Linked DNA regions of Sus scrofa: regions 1 and 2 are each linked to region 3. A link is a contact called in public Hi-C data. All regions are on one chromosome and are shown on one strand. The core of a region is the stretch at or near the end of the contact, and the rest is flanking DNA. Distances in the headings are between cores, read along the strand shown. Region 1 overlaps IST1 (IST1 homolog). Region 2 holds the start of DHX38 (pre-mRNA-splicing factor ATP-dependent RNA helicase PRP16). Region 3 holds the start of DHODH (dihydroorotate dehydrogenase (quinone), mitochondrial).

What was found. Hi-C and Micro-C count contacts between places; a contact is called where the count stands out from the background.
Region 1: a Hi-C map of adipose tissue shows a contact between it and region 3, with 2.3 times the contacts expected there. The contact joins the enhancer-like site here to the promoter of DHODH in region 3. A contact is called at or near these places in 22 of 47 Hi-C or Micro-C datasets (adipose tissue, alveolar macrophages, blood and 13 more) and 2 of 2 datasets of contacts at active chromatin or transcription factors (alveolar macrophages and skeletal muscle).
Region 2: a Hi-C map of liver shows a contact between it and region 3, with 5 times the contacts expected there. The contact joins the promoter of DHX38 here to the promoter of DHODH in region 3. A contact is called at or near these places in 2 of 5 promoter capture datasets (fetal liver and liver), 16 of 47 Hi-C or Micro-C datasets (alveolar macrophages, blood, embryonic fibroblasts and 7 more) and 1 of 2 datasets of contacts at active chromatin or transcription factors (alveolar macrophages).

Annotation. Positions count from the first base shown.
Region 1 is chr6:14,891,704-14,894,404 of Sscrofa11.1, forward strand. All of the region lies in intron 1 of IST1 (IST1 homolog), which reads left to right. Among named protein-coding and RNA genes, the nearest start is that of ZNF821, 23 kb to the left of the region's middle. Within about 2 kb of position 1,413, at least 9 of the 83 cell types and tissues checked have an H3K27ac peak or open chromatin away from gene starts, as enhancers often do. A contact at or near this core is called in adipose tissue, alveolar macrophages and fetal liver, where this site is marked.
Region 2 is chr6:14,996,716-14,999,488 of Sscrofa11.1, forward strand. DHX38 (pre-mRNA-splicing factor ATP-dependent RNA helicase PRP16) reads left to right here and starts at 1,376. Exons shown (of 27, transcript XM_021093857.1): 1 at 1,376-1,742. It overlaps TXNL4B (a long non-coding RNA gene), which reads right to left and starts at 1,362. Exons shown (of 3, transcript XR_002344529.1): 1 at 993-1,362.
Region 3 is chr6:14,941,615-14,944,318 of Sscrofa11.1, forward strand. DHODH (dihydroorotate dehydrogenase (quinone), mitochondrial) reads left to right here and starts at 1,284. Exons shown (of 9, transcript XM_021093829.1): 1 at 1,284-1,371. The coding sequence starts at 1,351. The region is part of intron 3 of LOC102158108 (a long non-coding RNA gene); the gene reads right to left.

The DNA of each region.
Region 1 (2,701 bases), core at 163-2,662, 50 kb before region 3:
CCATAGCCATTTATCATCCCTCTCCCTCTGATCTATATCCCTGGAGGTACACTGGTGCACAGTGTGTATCAATTCCTTTGGTTTCTTCTTCCAACAGGGGTAGGGGGTTAATACCAGTAGGAGTGAGAGCTAAGTATTTATTCCCCTGCTCCTTCCGGCGAGGTTGTTGCAAGTTGTCTGCATGCCTCTACCAGTGATTCTTATTTGGTGGCCCTTTCCCTATAGTGATCCTCTAGAGGGTTCCATTTCCTCATCTTTCCCCTTCAGACCTAAAGCTGTTAATGGTTCTGTGGCGATACACTGTCCTTTGTTGGTTTCTCTAAACGTTATGCACACCTTTGTAAGTAAGAGCTTATTAAAATTCTCCCCACATCACGCAGGTGTGGATACAGTGTGTTTCTAGCTGGTCTCCTGATTGTTAGACTTCTTGAAAGGGCCTATGATTTTATTCACTTTTGTAAATTTGAAAAAATAAATGTTGTTACTGAATCATAATACTTGTAATATGTGTTCGTTTTTACCTGCTTTCTACAATACACTTGTAGTAGGATTTTGAGGGAGTGAAACTCCTCCACACATTCTCTGCCAAGAGATTAACAGCGAAATGTAGACCTAACTGGAGTTCCCATTCTGGCCCATGGAACAGAATCCATCTAGTGTACATGAGGATTCAAGTTCCATTCCAGGCCTTGCTCAGTGGCTTGAGGATCCCACATAGCCCTGAGCTGTGGTGCAGGTCACAGACCCAGCTTGGGTCCTACATTTCTCTGGCAGTGGTGTAGGCCTGCAATGGTAGCTGCAATTTTACCTCACCACCAGGATATTCCACATGCCTTGGATACGGGCCTGAAAAGCAAAAAAAAGAAAAGAAAAAGAAAAAATATAGAATTCATTTGAATATTTTCAACTTTATTCACAAGTTGGATTTATCTTTGCAACATGCTTTTTTTTTTCTTCTCTTTTTAAGGACCACCCCTGTGGTATGTGGAAGTTCCCGGGCTAGGGGTTGAGTGGGAGCTGCCGAGCTGCCTGCTTCTGCCACAGCCAGAGCCAGATGGGAGCCGTGTCGTGTGCCTGCCTCGAGGCTCACGACAAACTCAGACGCTTAAAACCCACTGAGGGGGCCCAGGGATCAGACCTGCGTCCTCGTGGATGCTACTCCGGTTTGTTACCACTGAGCCACAGCGGGACGTTTTAAAGATCTTCATCTCTGCTCATGCACTCAGCCCCTCCTTGAGTGAGTGAAAATCGTTTTGGAAACATATTAGACGTTTAATGGTAAATTCCGGGTTTGAGAGCTCCCCGTTTGAGGTCGCTATGAATCTGATCATGCAGTTTTGACTCCTACTGTCTGTCCGACATTCATCTTGGGACGATGGTAGTGCCTCACATTGGCCACAAGGTGGCGGGCTTGCCCTTCTGAAGAAGTCTCCCTCTTCTTGCCCATCCCAACTCAGCTCCCTCTGTAGCCTGGAAGAGAGGGGTGGCATAGACTCACCGGTTGATAGAAGCGGGCAGAGTTCATCGCCCAATCCCCCTTTGTGAGACCTGAGGTGTCTGGCTCCAGACGTTTTTGCTTCTTTTCCTCATTCCAGAGTTTGGGGAGAAATGATTGAGTAGAGCCCTGGGTATAAGTTTCAGGTGTACAGTGTGGTTGGACCTGCATACATCATGCAGGGTCATTCATGGCTCCCTGTTTTTCTATATATGTTTTGTGATTCAAGACTGCGAGTCCACTCTTCTTAGGAAGGTCGTTTCCTCCAGGCAGGATTTGTGATTGCTTCTACCAGGTGCCTGGAAACACCATTAACCTGGGACCAACATAAAGTAGATTTTTAGCTTGCAGTTTTGGGGCGCACCCAGGCACTGTGAATTCACATTGCAGAGCCACAGAGGGACCGGCTCGTGGTCCTCATTTCTCGTGGGTGATCTTTTCCATGTCTTCCCCTCGTGGCCAAGGATTGGAACGGGCAGTTTACCTTGCAGTCTCGACCAGGAGGGTGTTGACACCTGGAGTCCCAGTTCCAATCGGCCTGTGTGTGTGTGTGTGTCTGTGCCCATGCGCGGCCCCCCCGCCCACCAGAGGGCTGTTAGAGACCCTGCTTTGGATGGGCTTTGAGTTTGGTCCCCAGGTGCCTGTGATTTCAGGACCGAGGAAGATAGAGCTCAAGTTTGCCTCCTCACTTGTCAAATGACTGCCAGGTGAAGACTAGCTTTCAGTGTTCTTCCCTGCAAAGTTATCACTTTGGCTTCTTTTTTGGCCTGTGTATTCCTGGTTTTCCAGCTTTCGGTGCATTTAGTTGTGGAATGGGCACTGCCGAGCTGCCAGCTTTCATCACAGCCATGTCCGTAGCCAGATGGGAGCCGTTTGGTCTGTGTGACCTACACTTCAGCTCTCTGCAACTTGGTATCCTTAACCCACTGAGTGATTCTTTGGATCAAACCCATCCTCACGGACCCTGTATCATGTCCACACAGTCCCAATAGATATATTTACCTATACAACTGATTCCCTTTCGTGTATACCTGAAAGTAATACATCATTGTACGTCAACTATGGTGCAGAGAAATTACATTTAAACATTTGTATCAATTTTGATCATTTAAAACATTTATGTATGTCATACTACAATTTTTAGTGTCTCAAATAGTGTTGCACTATATGACTAAGATCATTCACTTGCGTTTAAGAGTTCGGATG
Region 2 (2,773 bases), core at 126-2,625, 55 kb after region 3:
GTTGTCATCAGAGTGAGTGGGGAGGTGAGGGTGTGAGAGTGGAATTGAATAAATGTTGAAAAAAGGAAAGGGAAATTGAGACCACACCTAAGAAAATGTCTATAGCAAAGGATAAAAACAAGGAATTCAGAAAGAAGACAGACGAGAAAAAAAAAAATTTGGAAAGTTTCACTGCTAAGTAAAGAAAAGCAAATTAAAAGATGTATTTTAGGAGTTCCCACTGTGGCACAGCGGAAATGAATCCAACTAGCATCCATGAGGATGTGGATTTGATCCCTGGCCTCTCTCAGTGGGGTGGGGGGGAATCTGGCCTTGCGTCAGCTCTGGTGTAGGCCAGCAGCTGTAGCTCTGATTTGACTCCTACCCTGAGAACTTCCATATGCTGTGGGTGTGGCCACAAAAAGTAGAAAAAAAAAAGTTATATTTTAAAAAGCCATTAAACTGGCAAAGATTAAATGATAAAGGCAAGAATGTCAGTGAAGGGACAGGCTTCATAGTCCCCCCTAGAAAACAGAGAACAAACCTTGTCTAGAAAGAAACCTGAAATACAACTCCATTTCTGAGAATTATTTCCTAGTAAATAACCAGACATACGCAGAAAGATTTATGTAAAAAGGATATTTGTCACGTTTTTAACAGTGAAAAACTGGAAACAACTTACACTGCCATCGGTAGGAGAATCGTGAAATGAAGGATGGCAGTCCTGTAACATACTAACACACTGTCACTACATATTGCGTTATAGATTAACAATTCAGATACGTGAAAAATCCTCGTAATAAAGAAAAAAGTCATAAAACAGTAGTATACAAAGGGTGATTCCGCTTTTGTACAAAACCTAACTATAATGCAAATATACATATTCACATAGGAAATAACTAAAAATGAATATCCTCAAACACCCTCAGTGGTTTTCACTGCGTGTGAACTTACGAGTGACTTTTACTCACACTGGGGTGCACGTCTTCATTTTTCCAATATCCCCGACATACCTATTTTTTATGATGCCAGTGGCTGGACTACTCCTGGCCCACAAGTGCCGGGGAAAAATGATACTTTATTTGCACGTCATCTTCCTCGCCAGCACTTCAAGGCTTTCGGCAACCCTGACACTTTCTCCAAAAAGCCGCGACGCCGGCGACTCCTTTCTTCTTCCGCAACCGCGGCGGCGACCCTAAACCAGAGTAACCCAGGGGCTGTTGCCAAATAACTCTCGGCCGACCTCTTAAGTGGACGGAAACGGAAAAAGAAAACGCACAAACGCAGTGATTAACGCGCGGTCTGTTCAGTTCAGCAGCCCAATAAGCGGAAGGGCCTATTCTACTCACGGCCAATCTTCCCCGCTGCGACCGGAAGCCTTAGGGTCACTTCCGCCCTTGTTAAACATGGCCGATCCCACCCCGCATTCCAATTAGGGGGCTGCCCAACTCTTAGACTAACCGTGATTGGTCGCCAAGAGACTCGGAAGTGTCTGTAATAAATGTCTTATCCCAGCCTCAGCGGAGGACCGTCTAGTCCAACAAGCGTGGTCCCCTTCCGCCCCGCACTAGGAACTCGCGTTTTCCGGGCTGATCTCGATGGTATCTTTGGACGGATAGAGGGGACCGCGCAAAGTATTATGGGACAACGATGGCCGCTTTCAAGGTGCGGGTTTTGGCTTTCTGAGACGTTCTGAGCGAGGAGTGGCTGCGCCAGCGCCCCAGAATCCGGGACAGAAGGTCTCGAGAGTCGGGCGTGGTGAGGTGAGTGTCCCTTCTTCCTTTCCGACCTTTTCTTACCCAGTCGTGGTGGCTCCAGGCAGCGGATATTGGTCCCTCTTTCGGGTTTGGGCCTAGACTTGGGAATCCTTGTCTTTGTCAGCCAGTGTGCCTTATTCGCTGTAGGGATATTGCGCAGGACAGCCTGCCGCGGCCTTCCTCTTTATTCTGATCAGATCCTGCATTTTGGTGCGTCCCCGCTGAGGTCCAGGGATGCTGCCCTGGGCGTCACCTGCTCCCTTCCTTAGGCCTCCGCATTAGCCCACTCCCAGACGGACTCCGAACCCAGTAGGGGTTCTTTGGGCTTCCTCTTCTCTGTCACAGTGGTATCTCTATCAGGCGATATCCTCTGCTAGAATGTCAACTCCAAGAAGGTCTGGACTTTTGTCTCTTCTCTTCTCTATCTCTAATGCCCAGAACAACGACTGGCTCACAGAAAGCTGTCAGTGAATAATTATTGAATGAATATATTCAGTTTCTTTCTTCACTATTTTCCTTATACCTCTTGTGGCTTCTTTACCATTAATACTTATTCGCAAAACAGCAGTTAACTCCTCAGCCACTCGTTGTCCTGTCAAACTCTTTTTCCTGTGCTCCTAGTACCTGTCCTTGCTGTCTTTAGGAATTTCTGGCTCCCTATCTCCTTTAATCAGTTTAAACTTGTTCATTCATTAATTCTTCACATGGTTCTGTTGTAGGCACTGGGCGTAGTAGTCATTAAGACAGACAAGGTTCTCCTGCATAAAATGACATACTAGGGGTATTTTTTCTAGTTCAGACTACTGAGCAGAGTCTGTATGTCCTACCTTCCTGGATTTGCTCACATGAGTACAGATATCACCAGTAGGTAGCTTTCCCTTTTCCCTTCTACCTAATGGCATTTTTTTTAAAATTTTTTTTGTCTTTTTGTCTTTTTGTTGTTGTTGTTGTTGCTATTTCTTGGGCCGCTCCCGCGGCATATGGAAGTTCCCAGGCTAGGGGTCCAATCGGAGCTGTAGCCACCGGCCTACGACAGG
Region 3 (2,704 bases), core at 34-2,533:
AACCCCAATAAGGTTATGGCAGATTTTTCAGCAGAAACTCTGCAGACCAGAAGGGAGTGGCATGATATGCTTAACGTGATGAAAAAACCTCCAACCAAGATGACTACCCAGCAGCTACAGCTCAGATTTCACACCTAGCATAGGAACCTCCATAGGCCACTGATGCAGCCCTAAAAAGATTAAATAAGTAATTTTAAAAAAAGGATACAATATGCTATTTGCCCAAGACAAACTGACTCACAGACATTTAAAAACCTTAAAAAGGGGCAGGTTGGGGCCAGGAGAGATGGGCTGTGGATTTGGGACAGAAACATAAAGTTAGGTTGTGATGATGGTTGTACAATTCAATTTAATATTCCCCGAGTTAAAAAAAAACAAATATTAAAAAAAAAGATGAAAATAGGCACCTTGGCAGATGAATCCATCAGAATAAACACATAGAAGTGAGACAGCAGCTTTATAAAGAAATAATGCTCTCTGTGGGGGGGGGGGATGGGGAGGGTCAGTAGTGGGAACTAAAACGTTTCAAATACCAAGAAAATAAGAGTTTGCTATTTAGGTACAAGCTTTCTGAGCAGAGGACTCAGTCGGGGCTACAATGAGATTGGTGCCAGGACATTTTCAGTTTTCAAAGTTCAGTAAGTCTTCATTTCCTGACACCCTTATAAACATACATACGTTTTAGGCTTTTTTTTGGGGGGGGTGTCTTTCGTTCTTTTTAGGGAGGCTAGGGGTCTAATCGGAGCTGTAGCCACTGGCCTAGCCCAGAGCCACAACAACGCCAGATCCGAGCTGTGTCTGCGACCTACACCACAGCTCAGTTGCCGGATTCTTAAGCCACTGAGTGAGGCCAGAGATCGAACCCGCAACTTCATGGTTCCTAGTCAGATTCATTAACCACTGAGCCATGATGGGAACTCCCAGATATACTCTCAATCCATTCTTTACCTAAAGCACAAGCACTCCACCAAAATGTTTAACTTAAATGATCCAAAAAAAACTGGTTAGAGTGTTGTTCAGACTCAAAGAACCAACCAGTAAGCAGTCAGAACGTCCAGATTACAAACCACAGAAGAGTTCGCACGCGCCCTAGCTGAGCGCTCTGCCCCTGGGCGACTCTCCGCCCAGACGCCGGGAGGTCGAATTTGCTGGCGGAAGAGGCGTGATCATCGCGCAAAGCGTCCAACCAGCTCCTAAGGGCAGAGCAGGGCCTTTTCCCGCCTCGGAGGAAGCCAGCCCCACCCTCCTGCCCGGCGATTGGTGAGTCGGAAAAGGGGCGGGGATTAGAGGACTCACCACCATCCTCTCCAATGGAAACGAGACAGAGGCGGGCCCAGTGGAGGAAGAAGCATGGCGTGGCGACAGCTCAAAGTGAGTCCAGCTGGTGCTGATGTACAGCTGAGAGGGAGGACTACTGGGATGCGGACCGAGGGGAGGATGGAGGGCTAGCCTGGGCCAGGTGTGGACCAGAGGCGCTCCAAGAGCATAGACCTCTTTGGCACATTGTCTGACTGTGAGGGCAGCTGCAAATGATCGTGCGTGTGCATTTACACGTGTGCTTGGTCACTGTGTGTAAATGGCAAATGTAAGCCGATCTGTGTCAGCGCACTCGGGCCTTTGTTAAGCCTGGCATAGGGACGCTAGTGAATACAGGACCGCCTAGCCCCCTGTGTTGGATCCAACCTGGAACTAACTTTAGTAAGACACGGCCCCAACCCCTTTAGATAAAATTTTAGGGCAGGGTCTGTGTAACGGCGCTCAGCTATTTGTTGATCGACCTGAGGGGCGTTCCTACAATCTGGAGTCTAGAAGCAAGAAAGTAACTGCTGCAGCTATGTTGATGGCTAGGAATGATCCTTAAAGGCACATCGGATTAGGTCTTTATTACTCCCTTGTTTAGGGAACAAAACACATCTTTATGCTGGCCAAAAATCCCTGCCTGTCTCCCCAGCTTTTTAAGCCATACTTTTCCTCACTCCTTGGTTCCAGATAAACCTTTCCCCATCCCTCATTACTTGGATGCAGCTCATTTTCCTGTGCAGCCAGAGAGAAAACCTGTACACACAGCCATCCCCATCCCCTGTACACACAGCCATCCCAAAGTAACTTCTATTTATCCTATGAACATCGGCTTTAAGGCACTTCCTCAAGGAAGCCTTTCTCTTACCTCTCAGATTGGGTAGGTTCTGCCATCACCCTTTGCTCTTTTTCATAGCACTGTCACAGTTACGTCTGCATGATCATCGATTTGTCTCCTCCTGAGGTTGTACTTTCTCATTAAGACAGGGACTGATAGGAGTTCCCGTCGTGGCTCAGTGATTAGTGAATCCGACTAGGAACCCTGAGGTTTCGGGTTCGATCCCTGTCCTTGCTCAGCGGGTTAACGATCCCGTGTTGCTGTGAGCTGTTGTGTAAGTTGCAGACATGGCTCGGATCCAGCATTGCTGTGGCTCTGGCGTAGGCTGGCAGCTACAGCTCTGATTCGACCCCTAGCCTAGGAAACTCCATATGCCGAGGGAGCGGCCCAAGAAATGGCAAAAAAGACAAAAAAAAAAAAAAAAAAAAAAAAAAAAAAAAAAAAAGACAGGGCCTGGTAGGTTTAGGCCATCTTTGTTCAGTCACTATGCACTGAATGATCGCATTAATGGATTAGTAATTCAGCATCTGGCAGTGATAGAGAAAAGCATTATGAGCAACATCTGAG